Linked DNA regions of Xenopus tropicalis: region 2 is linked to region 1. The links are chromatin contacts, called in public Hi-C maps. All regions are on one chromosome and are shown on one strand. Each heading gives the region's core, a stretch centred on a gene start, on an enhancer-like site or on the middle of the called end of the contact. The rest is flanking DNA. Distances are from core to core; before and after follow the strand shown. Region 1 holds the start of coq8b (atypical kinase COQ8B, mitochondrial). Region 2 holds the start of rab4b (RAB4B member RAS oncogene family).

Evidence for each region. Hi-C and Micro-C count contacts between places; a contact is called where the count stands out from the background.
Region 2: a contact with region 1 is called in a Hi-C map of gastrula embryo, with 2.4 times the contacts expected there. The contact joins the promoter of rab4b here to the promoter of coq8b in region 1. A contact is called at or near these places in 2 of 5 Hi-C or Micro-C datasets (gastrula embryo and neurula embryo).

The regions. Positions count from the first base shown.
Region 1 is chr8:78,417,673-78,424,874 of UCB_Xtro_10.0, forward strand. It overlaps coq8b (atypical kinase COQ8B, mitochondrial), which reads right to left and starts at 4,994. Exons shown (of 15, transcript XM_002938817.5): 1 at 4,886-4,994; 2 at 1,305-1,490. The coding sequence starts at 1,481.
Region 2 is chr8:78,600,699-78,607,393 of UCB_Xtro_10.0, forward strand. rab4b (RAB4B member RAS oncogene family) reads left to right here and starts at 4,655. Exons shown (of 8, transcript NM_001016987.2): 1 at 4,655-4,686. The coding sequence starts at 4,671.

The DNA of each region.
Region 1 (7,202 bases), core at 3,744-6,243:
AATGACTGTATTAGTTAACTGCATTAGTGATGTGCAGGCTGGCCCGATACCCACAGGACCCATGGGTTTACCAGCGGGTCGGGTGGGTTTGGGCTTACCTCGGCACAACATTTGCGTGTCACAGGCAGGTTCAGGTTGAGCTCTTCTGTCCGCTCTCCTTGCCTGTGACCATACACGGCTTCTGGTGGGTTAGAGTCAGGTGCAAATTCAGTTATAGTAGACCCACATGTTACTAGACTGCACCACTTTTTGCATGTCCACAACAATGATTCTTCACTCAGTAATTGCTTAGACACCCTACCATGCTGCACATATTAAAAAAAAAGTTAAAACTCTACATCATTCTTTTGTTAAATGCAATTTTGTTGCACTATAACCAACATGGAGTATATTGTGGGGGCCTTTTGAAAAGTCAGGAGAAACTAGAGGTCCCTGAATCTTTGCAAGTTGTCCATCACTGGTCTACACCTTATTAAAAGTTATTTTCAAGGTAAACTGCCCTCTTTAAGCATTGATCATGACATCAGGAGACAAAAGGCAAAATGCAAATTTCACAAGGATATACAGGTATAGGACCCATTATCCAGAATGCTCGGGACCAAGGGTATTCCGGATAAGGGGTCTTTCCGTAATTTGGATCTCAATACCTTAAGTCTACTAAGAAATCAACAAAACATTAATTAAACCCAACAGGATTGTTTTGCATCCAATAAGGATTAATTATATCTTAGTTGGAATCAATTACAAGGTTCTGTTTTATTTCTACATAGAAAAAGGAAATCAGTTTTAAAATTCTGAATTATTTGATTAAAATGGAGTCTATGGGAGACAGGCTTTCCGTAATTCGGAGCTTTCTGGATAACGGGTTTCCGGATAAGGGGTCCGATACCTGTACAGTGAAACCTCAGTTTAACATACCCTGAGTTTACATTTTCCTTAATTTTAAACTTTATGTGGTCCCCCAGCATATAATGCATAATACATTTCCCCGATTTTACATGTTTTTTTTTTTTTTCCAACGGTCTGCTGAAAAATTTAAAATGTCAGTTCTACTGTAGGCTTAACTGATGCAGAGTGTACTAACTGCAGATATGTTAATTCACCGCTACTAGCCCTAATAACAGCGAAACAGTTACAATTTACAATAGACATACAAAATATATTTGAATTTATGCTGAAAGGCCAGTATTTACCAGACCTGTGTGTTGTACACTGGTCTATTTAGAAATTTGCAGTAGCTAGTACCGTAAGTGTTTTAACATCTTTTTTAATAGAAAGTCCTTTAAGGCAGCATATAAACATACCTGGCAACGAGTAAAGAGAGTTGCAGCACATTGCTCTGCTTTGGCCTGCACAGACTTAATCTCATTTCCCAATGTGGAGGAATGAATAACCATCCGCAGCTGTTCGGCCTGCAATTCCACTATGGCCTGTCCCACACGAGATGCACCACGCAGCACCAACGACACTTCGCTCCACATGTTGATGAACTTAAGAAAGTTAAGATTAAAGCATACAAAATCTGATGAGGAAAGTGGTGAGAATAATAAAAATATCATATGGTTCTACGATTACATGCAGCGTTTTGACTCTTTTTGACTGCTTTTTGGCTCAAAAAGTTGGAAACCAAAATGCCCCTGTCTGCATGTCACCACATTTAAAGGGGTTGTTCCCCTTTGAGTTAACTTTTAGTATGATGTAGAGCTGGGATCCCCAACCTTTTATACCCGTGAACCACCTTTAAATGGCTACTTTTAATTGGCTACATTATAGCCCCTATGTGGACTGGCAGCCTACAGAAGGCTCTGATTGGCATTATACTTGGTCTTTATGCAACCAAAACTTGCTTTCTTACTAGAAATTCAAAAATGAGCACCAGCTTTGAGGCCACTGGGAGCAACATCCAAGGGGTTGGTGACCAACATGTTGCTCACGAGCCACTGGTTGGCAACACTGATGTAGATAGTAATATTCTGAGACAATTTGCAATTGGTCTTCATTTTTTATTATTTGTGTTTTTTTTATAATTTAGTTTTTTGTTCAGCAGTGCTCCAGTTTGAAATTTCAGCAGTTGCTAGGGTCCAAATTACCTTAACGACCAGGGAGTGGTTTGAATGAGAGACTGATACATTTATAGGAGAGGGCCTAAGCAAAAAGAAAAGTAATAACAAGTAACAATAACAATAAAACTAGCCTTACAGAGCAATAGTTTTCTGGTTGCCGGGGTCAGTGACCCCCAACTGCATTGAGTTGTAAGAAGAAGGCAAATAATTCAAAAACTATAACAAATAAATAATGAAGGCCAATTGATAACTATAACGTACTAAAAGTTAACTAAGGGGTGAAAAATCCCTTTAATGTTGCGCATGAAGCAGTGACAGCATTTCTGCAGGGGTCTGACGGTAACTGCTCTGTGTGTGTGTCAGACACTTTTCTGCTTATATCTGCAAGCGGTGACAGGCCAATAGAAATGTTTGGACTGCTGCTGTTTTTAATTGAGGGTAGCACTGGTCAATGCCTGAGTGCCATTGGCCTAACAGACAGTGTGTGTACTACAGATTAAAGGAGTTATTCACTTTTAAATTAACTTTTAGTATAATGTAGACATCAATATTCTGAGACAGTTTGCAATGGGTTTTAATTTTATGGGGTTTTTTGTGGTTTTTCAGTTATTTAGCTTTTTGTTCAGCAGGTTTCCAGAGTTTCAGCAGCTATCTGGTTGCTAGGGTCTTGTTTACCTTAGTAACCAGGCCGCGGTTTATATGAGCGATTGGATCATGAATAGGAGAGGGGCTGAACAGAAATATAAGTAATAAAAAGTAACAATAATAAAATTGTGAGCTCACAGAACAATCATTTTTGACTGTTGGGGTCAGTGACCCATACCTGAAAGCCTGAAAGATGTAGAAGGCAAATCATTTGAAAACTATAAAAAATAATGAAGACCAATAGCAAAGTTGCTAGGAATAGGACATTGTATTATATACTAAAAGTTCATGTTAAAGTGAACCACCCCTTTCACTACACTCTGTACTGTTCAGATCCATGTACATGAACAATTCAGGGCTGTGGAGTCGGTAGATAAATTCTCCGACTCCTCAGTTTCTGATACTTCTGACTCCACGACTCCGACTCCTCTGTTTTTAATATGCTAATGTATTTTATACATTCATACAGTCAATGAAAAGCATGCTTCATGGTCACTTAACGTGTTCGTTTATGCACTGTGTGCATTGGGCTTTATTCTTATAGCAGAGAAGTAATTAATTATGACTGCTTGTGAATTGGGACATTCAAACTTGCTTTATTTTTTTTTTTTATTCCCATTTAAATTTAGTAGGAGTCGGAGTCGGTTCATTTTTTGCCGACTCCAGGTACCCAAAATTGCCTCTGACTCCTCGACTCTGACTCCACAGCCCTGGAACAATTAACTCTGGGAACATTCTACATTAAAGGGGACATATTGTATGAAAAACAAGAATGTGCCAGTGCATTTTACCCCTCTAAATATAGAAGGATTTTGCTATAAAAAAAAAAAAAGTGTTTCATTCCTTTTAAGGAATGTATATACTTCCTGCTTTGGATAAGGTGTGTTTAGAATCCTTGGCACTACAAAATTTGCAAAGCTGTAATTTTATAACGATGAACAGTAAATGCTATTTGCCTAGGGTTAATAGACTTCGTACAAACTCATACAACTTTAGTTAATGGCATATATGCTGTTACTATAGGGCAAAGAGTATTAATTCATGTAATGGCAATTAAAATTAAGTTCAAAAGCCAAACCAAATTTAAAATAGTACATATCAGAGAAAAAGAATCAATGCTGCAAAACACTAACTATTAGGTTTGGAATTATACACCTTGCTTGGCAGCAAAAGGATCCTGGTCCATACTTGACTGATTTTGATTTCACTATACCTTGCTGTATTACATGAACATTCACACAGGCTACAACCAAATGCTCTTACTTTTTCTCTCTGTGAGCAAAATAGGGCTGTGTATCACATCTAGCAGCAGCTCAACTTTAACATGGGGCAGGTGCCACCCTGGCATTTCCATATAATTCTTATTCTAATGTGCTTGCATACAAGAACACAATTTTGAGCCCAGTGCACCAGAGAATTTTAACAAAGAATTTTGTGTAAAAAGACATAGTTTAGTGCATATTCTGAACCACTAACCTCTCTATGCACACAGAAAGAACATATTTTCATACCAGTTTTAAGTGTGCAGAAAGGATATTTTTCATAACGTATTGCTGCAGATAGTACGGTCTCTCTTTCTGCATGCAGAGTATATCCAGCAGGCCCAGACTGGCAATCTGTGGGTTCTGGCAGCCAGAGGGGCTGCTGTAAGATGCCATAGACAGTCACTATTTAGTGGGCTGGTGGGGGGCTGATTGGGCCTTTGTGTACATGAAGTGCCAGGGCCTACTTTGAATTTCAGTCTGGGCCTGATATCCAGTTATTATATTTCAGGAGTATTTAATATACATGTTGAGAATTCACAGAATGATGTACATTTTAAAGCACCAATCTCCTCAACTTAGTTGACTATTGACCTGTTAATCAGAAGTGGTGGTGCGATTCATTCTTTCGTGTAATTGCTGTATAAAGTACAACACCCCCTCTGCACTCTTACAACACTTTGGAATTAAGAAACACACTATTCTTCTCACTCTTCCTATACCTTAATCACTCACACACTGTGAGCCATATACCATGTTATAACTGTACATTTCCTTAGTCACACTATATTAATGTACTTCCCGCATCAATTGGAAGCTGCAAAACCAGAACGTTAAACATACGGCACATATAGCTGTATGCTACTGCCAAGTGGAGCTCATTGTATAACCGGCTTTGCTATTTCCTTCTCTCACCTTCCTTTACTCCCGTGCTGCTCAATACAACGACTCTGCTTTGGGATCTGATCGAATAGACTGCCTTGGTAGAGGTCACGATGTCACAAGCCATGTGACTAAAATGAGGGCGGGGCGACATGATGTAATACCAGGAAGTATCTAGCACGTCTGCTTGGCGAAGACCTGTCTCTCTAATAACACGAGGAAGCTGCTGCTTCTGACACGGAACCAGAGAAGGGAGAGAGGATTTTTTAAAGGCGCTTGGTCAAAAAGTCAGAGATTAGACATTAAACAAAGAAGGGTTTGCAAGAGGTCATGTGCGCTGTAGCTGATAATAGATTGGTGAGGGCTATGAAGGGTTATGGGGGAATTGTTCTTGGGGAATAAAGGATCAGTTAGGGCATTCTGTCCAACTGGCGGCCCGCGACCCCCCTCTGTGTGGCCCCCCACCTGTCTGGCTGCTTTGATGGCTTACTTTTGTGTAAGCTTTAAATGGTACCAGTACTGTGATTAACTGGCCCCCTGCATGGTTCTCACCTCAGATTCAGGCTGTAATCCCCCTGTATTGTTTAAACATGTAATCCCCTGTGTTGTTCACACCTTTTAATCTCTGCATTGTTCACCCCTGCAGTGTTCACACCTCAGACTGTAATCACCCCAATTGTTCACCCGTTCACACCTCAGACATAGGTACTGTAGGTACCTATGTAGTTACTGCCTGGACTATGCTGCCTGTGTGTATGGCACACACAGGGAGCATAGGGCAGGGAGGGTATGGTACACACAGGCAGGGTAGGGCAGGCACAGCATGGCACACACAGGCAGAGTATGGCACACACAGACAGCATAGGACAGGCAGAGTTCCGTCTGTGTGTGCCATACTCTGCTTGCCCTATGCTGCTTGTGGGAGGTGAACCTGGCAGGGGTTTGTTGCGGGAGTTTGTTAGCAGTTGGAAATAGCCATTAAATGGTCCCTAAGGTGTGTAATTATGTACTGAGGGTTGCTGTGCTATCCACAGGGGAGGAGGAGGCATATGGATTTAAGGGTATACCTTAATATCACATAATATATTTTTTTCACATATGAATGACGGTTGATATCCCCACAGTAAGGACCAAGCATTTGGGATTTTGCTGTGCTACCACCATTGTGATAAAATAGGTGTGGTTTGAAGTGGGTGTGGTTTCAAAAAAGGGAGTGGTCAAAACTGGCTTCCATTAGCGGCCCTCCACCATGTATGCTAGAGAAATTCCGGCCCTCGCCACCGCAGAAGTTGGACAGCACTGAGTTAGGGTTTCTGGAAAGTGCCAGAGGCTCATCGGACTTTGGTTTTATTTGTAAAGCAGTCTAATCCACACGGATGGGAGAACATTGTAATCTTCACAGTGCTGCATGGGGAGGCAGTGTGAGCCATACAGGTGGGTGGAAGGACTGTGCCATGCCAGGAAATAAAGTCTTGCCCGTCATCCGGCTGTTATAATACATGCTTTAATGGGCAGTATACGCGCTTATACTTTTTAGTTCAGTATGACTCGAGTAATAAATTACACAATACCCCAAGCATTTCATGACAGTGAATTTAACATTTTAGGACACAATTTGGCCCAAGCATTATAAGATACAGGGATCCCAACATTTAATATCAGTGGCTACAGCAATACCTGATGTAGTGACCCCAGCATATCATGACATGTAGCCAATGTGATTGGCAAAACCTGCTACTCTCTTTGGATAGAGCAGTGATTAAAGGAAAACTATACCCCCCAATCAATGTAGGTCTATATAATATAATTGCATTGTACAACCCTGCTTCATCTAAATAAACTGTTTACATAAACAGACTTTTTTAGTAGTATGAACCATTGGGTAAACCTAAATAGAAAATTGCCATTTTAAGAATTAAGGGCCGCCTGCTGGGATCATAGGATTCACAGTGCACACAAACAAGCCAAGGTACACATACATGCTAGGTCATATCAGCCAATGAATGGGCAGAGTTCTGCATTCTGCTCCCACACTACTTCCTGTTACAGTTAGAGCTGCATTATTTCTGTTCATGTGATCTCTGAGGGAGCACACAGCCCATCACTAAATGGTGGATCAAGGGAAAGGATATAAAAGGGCACTATTTTCTGATATGTATTTTCCAGTTTGGCGAGATTCCTTAATAGGTTGCTTAACATAATATAAACTATCTGTTAGTTAAGTATTCCTTCTGGTGGTTTAGTTTTCCTTTAAAGGACACTGAATTGCACCTTTTCCCTCCACTGCCCCATGTCAGCTACTATTTCCAAAGCAGAAACGAACTACTGGAATAAATCTACCCATGTATTG
Region 2 (6,695 bases), core at 3,405-5,904, 180 kb after region 1:
AGTTAGCAATTTTGATGACATTTCCAAAAATCCGCTCAAAGCTTCCACTTTGCAGCATCTTATCTCCCACATAGCATTAGGTACCAAGATAAAACTCCCTGATTTTGAATGCCAGTGGTCCACTGAACAGTTTGATGCCCAGTTTCCAATGGGAACATACCCCCATATGATTCGTCATTTCAGAAAATCAACACATTTACATCCTTTATGTGGGATAATGCTACAAAAAAGTACACTCACCCCAGAAAGCCATATATTTTTGTAAAGTACACATTCCCTCGAATCTATAATGGGTATCCATGTCTTTCTACTCCAAAGTACCAAGCCGCAAAGGTTTCCTAAGTTTGCTGATTTTTGTGATATTTCAGAAAATCGCCTAAAAATGTTGCAGTTTGCCGCATTTATCTCACACAATATCTTGCGTACAATGGCAAATCACCCCCAATAGGAACACCAGAGGTCTACTGAACAGTTTGATGCCCAATATGCATAGATATACCAAAGTCTGTGGTATGTACTGACCCAAAAATGAAAATAGCGTATATGGATTTCTCGCCTGCCAACCCAGCTTTTGCACACAGAGCCCCCTGTCAGTGTATTATGTGCAGTAACACCCCCAAACTATACAGAAAAACCCAGAAAACCATATATTTTTGGAAATTACACATTCTGACAAATCCAACATGGGTAAAGAGTCCTTTCTACACCAAAGTACCAAGCCACAAAGCTTTTCTAAAGTTAGTGGTTTTTATGATATTTCAGAAAATCGCCTAAAAATTTTGCAGTTTGCCACATTTATCTCACACAATATCTTGAGTACAATGGCAAATCACCCCCAATAGGAACACCAGAGGTCTACTGAACAGTTTGATGCCCAATATGCATAGATATACCAAAGTCTGTGGTGTGTACTGACCCCAAAATGAAAATAGCGCATATGGATTTCTTGCCTGCCAACTCAGCTTTTGCACACAGAGCCCCCTCTCAGCATATTATCTGCTGTAACACCCCCAAACTATACAGAGACCCCCAGGAAACCATATAGTTTTGGAAAGTACACATTCTGATATATCCAACAAGGGTAAAGAGTCCTTTCTACACCAAAGTACCAATCTGCAAAGCTTTCCTACAGTTATTGGTTTTTATGACATTTCAGAAAATCGCCTAAAAATGTTGCAATTTGCCGCATTTATCTCACACAATTTCTTGCGTACAAAGGCAAGTCACCCCAAATAGGAACACCTATGGTCTACTGAACAGTTTGATGCCCAATATGCATAGATATACCAAAGTCTGTGGTATTCACTGACCCCAAAATGAAAATAGCGCACATGCATTTCTCGCCTGCCAACTCAGCTTTTTCATACAGAGCCCCCTGTCAACGCATTATGTGTCGTAAAACCCCCAAACTATACAGAGACCCCCAGGAAACCATATATTTTTGGAAAGTACACATTCTGAGGAATTCAAAATAGGTAAAGTTATTTTTCTACACCAAAGTTACACCTGGCAAAGCTACGCTAAAAACAGATCAGGAATACTAATACAGGGATAAAAATGCAATAAAACCACAAAAATTGTGTAAATTAGTGAAACAACAAAATAAGTCACACAACAGTGTAATTAGTGGTCAGAATATCTGATCCAATAGTCACGCTGTCATAATAAACAGTTTTTAAGAAAAAGAAACTAAAAACAAAGTGGTAAAAATTTAAAAAAATAAATAAATAAATAAATAAAAAATATTTGTGTATACATGTGTGTACATGTGTAAAAGTTGTGTGACAGTGTGTAAGTGTGTATATTAGTGTGTATAGGTGTATAAAAGTCTATATAGGTGTATATGTGTGCAAAACAAAAAAAAAACAAAAAAAAAAAATAAATGCAAAATTGTGTGCTGTATGTGTGTGTAAATGTATGTAAGTGTGTATAAATGTGTATAAATGCAAAGAAAAATCACCCTTACCTGTCCTGAAGCTTGCCTGGTCCTGGTGCTGCAGTCCTGTCCTCCATCTCGCGTGAACACGCGTGGGCGTGAGAGGAAGCAGGAAGCAGAAGGGAGCCGGCAGGTAAGAGCAGCAGACGCGATGCGTCTGCTGCTTGGGGGGGGGGCCCTGCGACGATCGCGTTGCAGGGCCGGCCTGACAGCCCCCCTGGCTCGTTGCCCAGGGGGCTGTCATGCTTAGAAGCTCTCTGCCGAAGCGGCACATGCCGCTTCTGCAGAGAGAATGCTTATCTGCCAAACAACGTACGGCGCACGTTGTTGGCAGATAAGCTCTTTCCCTGCAACAACGTACGCCGTACGCTGTTGGCAGGGAAAGGGTTAAAAAAATCCAATAGGTAAAGTCCATGCGAGAAAAAACTTGACTTTGTCGCTGCGAAACTTTTTCAAGTAATGGCACGAAAACCAGCATCAAAAATCTGAAAACTCTAAAGTTTTGTAACAAAAGAAGCATCATCAAGGAAAGGGAAGGGACATCTGCCATTGACTTCTACATGAACTTGGCAAGTTTAACCAGGTAAATTGTCAGATTGGGATTTTTAGCTGTTAGATGCAAAGTAAATCTTGAAAAGAATCACAGAGTTTTATCCTTGCGACTCGAGAAAAAAAAATTGATGGTTAGTAAATGGGCCCCTATGTATTAGCAGTGCAAGTCATGGAATAAGGTCTTACCATGAAATCTTAAACCAATGCCTTAGGCCAGTGATCCCCAACCAGTAGCTCATGAGCAACATGTTGCTCCCCACCCCCTTGGATGTTGCTCCCAGGTGCTTATTTTTGAATTTCTGGCTTGGAGGCAAGTTTTGGTTGCATAAAACCCAGTGTAAAGCCAAACAGAGCCTTCTATAGGCTACCAGTCCACATAGGGGCTACCAAATGGCCAATCATAGCCCTTATATGGCACCTCCAGGTACCTTTTTCATGCCTGTGTTGCTCCCCAACTCTTTTTACATCTGAATGTTGCTCAGGGGTAAAAAAGGTTGGGGGATACTGTCTGAGTGTGTCAGTCAGCATTGGAGCGGCGATCGGAGCCACACTGTCTGAGTGTGTCAGGCAGCATCGGAGCAGCGATCAGAGTGGGTGGGGGGGGGGGGGGGTATGGCTGGACTGGCTTATTACATTCTGTGAGTGTGTCAGTCTGCATCGGAGCGGGGTGGCGGGGAGATGGCTGGACTGGCTTATTACATTTATTATATTCTGTGCCATGCTGACTGAGTGTGTCTGTCAGCATCAGAGCGGTGATCGGAGCGCGCGCGGGGGGGGGGGGATCGGTGTGGCGAGTTTGTGAGCCGGCAGGCAGCAGGGGGGACGCATGCGCAGTAGAGATGGTGAGGGAGAGGGAATGGGCATCCCTTGTTTAAGATGGCGGCGCCGTTCACTGAAACAAGTATGTAGTTTGTAGTATGTGTATCTCTGTAAATCTTTAATTAGGCAAGCCAGGAATATAGCGTTTTTACACAGCAATAGTAGTACTATTTAATAGTGTGCTTAATAGATTTTGACTTTCCTTGTCCTTTAAAGCAAGATTTTTGAATGCTACATTTGTCAGGATTTTGCTCAATTTTCTGTTATCCTTGCCTGCCCCCTAGTGGTGCCATTAATATAATAATTTAACATTTTATAATGAAATGAGCTTCATTTAAAACAAAAAAACAATTAATTATGTAACAAACTTTGGTTTCAAATCTGTCCGCTGGTTTAGAGCAAAATTATTAGAAATACAAAATAAAAAGAAATTTACCTTGCATTCCCTGGTTATAGTTGCTGCTCATGGAATAATAAAGAATTTATGATAGTGACTTTGGGAATTTTATTCATATTCTGAGACAATTTACAGTTATTTCACTTTTTGTTCAGCGGCTCTCTAGTTTGGGTCCACATTACCTTAGCAACCAGGGAGTGGTTTGAATGAGAGACTGATGTATGAAAAGGAGGGGAACTAAATGGAAAAATAAGTTATAAAAAGTAACAATAATAATAAAACTGTAGCCTCACAGAGCAATAGTCTTTTCACTGCTGGGTTCAGTGACCCCCATTTTAAAGCTGCAAAGATTTAGAAGAAAATTAGTTAAAAAACGATAAAAAATAATTAATGAAAACCAGTTGAAAAGTTGCTTCGAATTAGCCATTCTATATCATATAAAAAGTTAACTTAAAGGTTAAGTTAAAAATGATGTACCATACATAGTTTTCTGCTTCAGTTTCTGGCTGGTCTTGGACCTCCTTTCACAAGTGACCCAGATAAGCAGTGGGTCTACAACAGGGGCTATTGTAGGACTATTTATGACTTATTGTGGCCCTGACTCTAATCGCAATGGGTAAATTACACTTTAATGCCGACGGTTATAACGAAACCATAAGACGTTTAAGGGAATAAAAACCTGTTCCACAAAATAAAACCACACCTCTGAACGCAGCTCGCTAGTTTTCCAATCCTTTTTATTGTGGAGTGGGCGTGTGATATCGTTACGCAGCAAGCTATGTGTTGCGGGCTGATTCAGGTTTTGAGACTTTACGTCCATTACATCAGCACGCAAAGTGTGGGCAGACGGGCTGTGAAGCTGTGGCGGCCATATTTCGGTTTCCGAGGGTTGTTTGAGGAAGGAGAAGAAGCAGTGAGGCCGGGCCCTGGGGCCGGTGGAGGAGGAGAGGGGCCTAAAAGAGAAACATGTCTGAGACATACGGTAAGGCGTTGCGTCTGTCTGTATAATGCTAGGGACCTGCGCTTATCCCGGGATACAGTCCCACGGAACCTGACAGGTGTTAGCGGAGTCTGTAAGAATGAGACTGTTTGCTTTAGGGGCTGTGCGTGTTGCAATGGAGATCTATATGTCTGTAGCAGTGCCTGTCTGTTGTGAAGGTACGAATGACTGGTGCTTAAAGAAGAAATGACGTGAAAAGGATGTCTACTAGTTATCGGCGGGACGGTCTGTTAAAGCGACACTGATGCAGGACCCTACCCCTTGTAAAGCAGCCCCTAGCATCAATGCGGATATGTGGGCGGAGGGGCTGTGTGACAGAGCATAGTTTGCTAACAATGGTGGTAGGATACATAGCTGCGCTAGGGCAGGGCTTGGCACGGTGTGTGTGCACATTGCTGAGCTGTGCATGATCAGCCTCTAGTGCAGGAAGGTAATTATTAACCAGTGCTTTAACCAACGCTGCCAGAAACGCAGTAGAGACTGATCAGGTATACCATACTGGTTAGCTGGCTTGCTGCCTTCAGGTTGGTTAAGTTAAAGGGGTGGTTCACTTTTGAATTAACTTTTAGCAAGATATAGGGAGTGGAATGCTGAGATAATTTGCAATTGTTCTTCAGAAAAAAAATGAAAGCCAATTGAAAAGTTGCTAAGAATAGGTTACTCTATAATATAAGCAATGTTCATTAGAGTTGAACTTCCCCTTTAAAGGAGAACTGTCAAAAAAATAATAATAAGCTTTATCATACTGAAATAAGAAACTTTCTAAATATAATCAAATAAAAAGTTGTAATGTTTCTAAAATAACCAAGTTACTCCTCACTATCCCCCTCTCACTATCTTCCTCTCTTCAAGCAGGAGTCAGATTTTGATTGACAGATTCAGTATTTCTTTTAGGGAGGCAAAATCTAACAAAATAACCAACTTCGGCACAAATCCTGCATGTAAAGAGAGAGGATTTATGGTGACCAGCTAGGGGCTAGCCGCTTTTGTGAGAGAGTAGCAGAGAATGACTGGCCATTCCATAGTGGGATTGCTAGAGCATGATGGTCGTTTTGCTAGTGGGTCACCAATTTTAGCCATACCCACTTAGAAAAGCAATGTCTACTAGAAAGGAAATCTAATATATGAATCTAATATATAAATGCTAATATAATGACTCGCCTGGGTAGTTCTGAGCAGGGGCGGGCCGAGCCGACCGGGCGCCCTAGGCAACCCGGTCGGCCACCTCGCCCCTGCACCACGAACTCCATCCCCCCCTCTGTTGTTTGATGTGCATGCGCAGTTCGAGGGGGGGGGGCGGGGCGGTGATGCGCGATGCATCGCTACGCGACGCACAACTGATTGTAGTCTAGGGGTAGGCAGGAGGGGCTCCTGCCTGGCGCCCCCCAATCGTTGCGCCCTAGGCAGCTGCCTCTTCTGCCTACCCCTAGTTCCAGCCCTGGTTCTGAGTACATTGCTGGTTGAAAGCTGATTAATTAACAGTGGTGCCTTTGGTATTGTTCCCTGAGAGAGCCTATAGTTTTAATCTTAAAAAATATCTATAATTATTTCTTGAACTGGACAGCACATACTGGGAAACTGAAGCTACTTTATGTCTGGCCTTTGAGAGGTAGATAATTAGATTACCAGTGCACAGATAAGCAGAAGTTCATTATGCTTGTTGATAAGCCCAATTTGTTGAACTCCTGTTGAAAATGGGTTGTACTGCTCCTTAGGGTGATGGCAAACATGGAGATTAGTTGGCAACAATAAATTGGATCTGCGGTGGCTGACTGAACTTCTAAAAATGCTTTCCATCTGGCAATGATTTAAATTGCAGATAGAAAAATATAAATGTTGCCTCGTTGGAAACTTTGGGTAACTTAGGAAAACGAAGCAACACATATTTGTTCACACAAGCAATTTACATTATTGCTGATGGAAAAGCTTTTAAGGTGGTCATACACGTTAAGATCCGCCCGCCTGGCAAGGTTGCCAAGTGAGCGGATCTT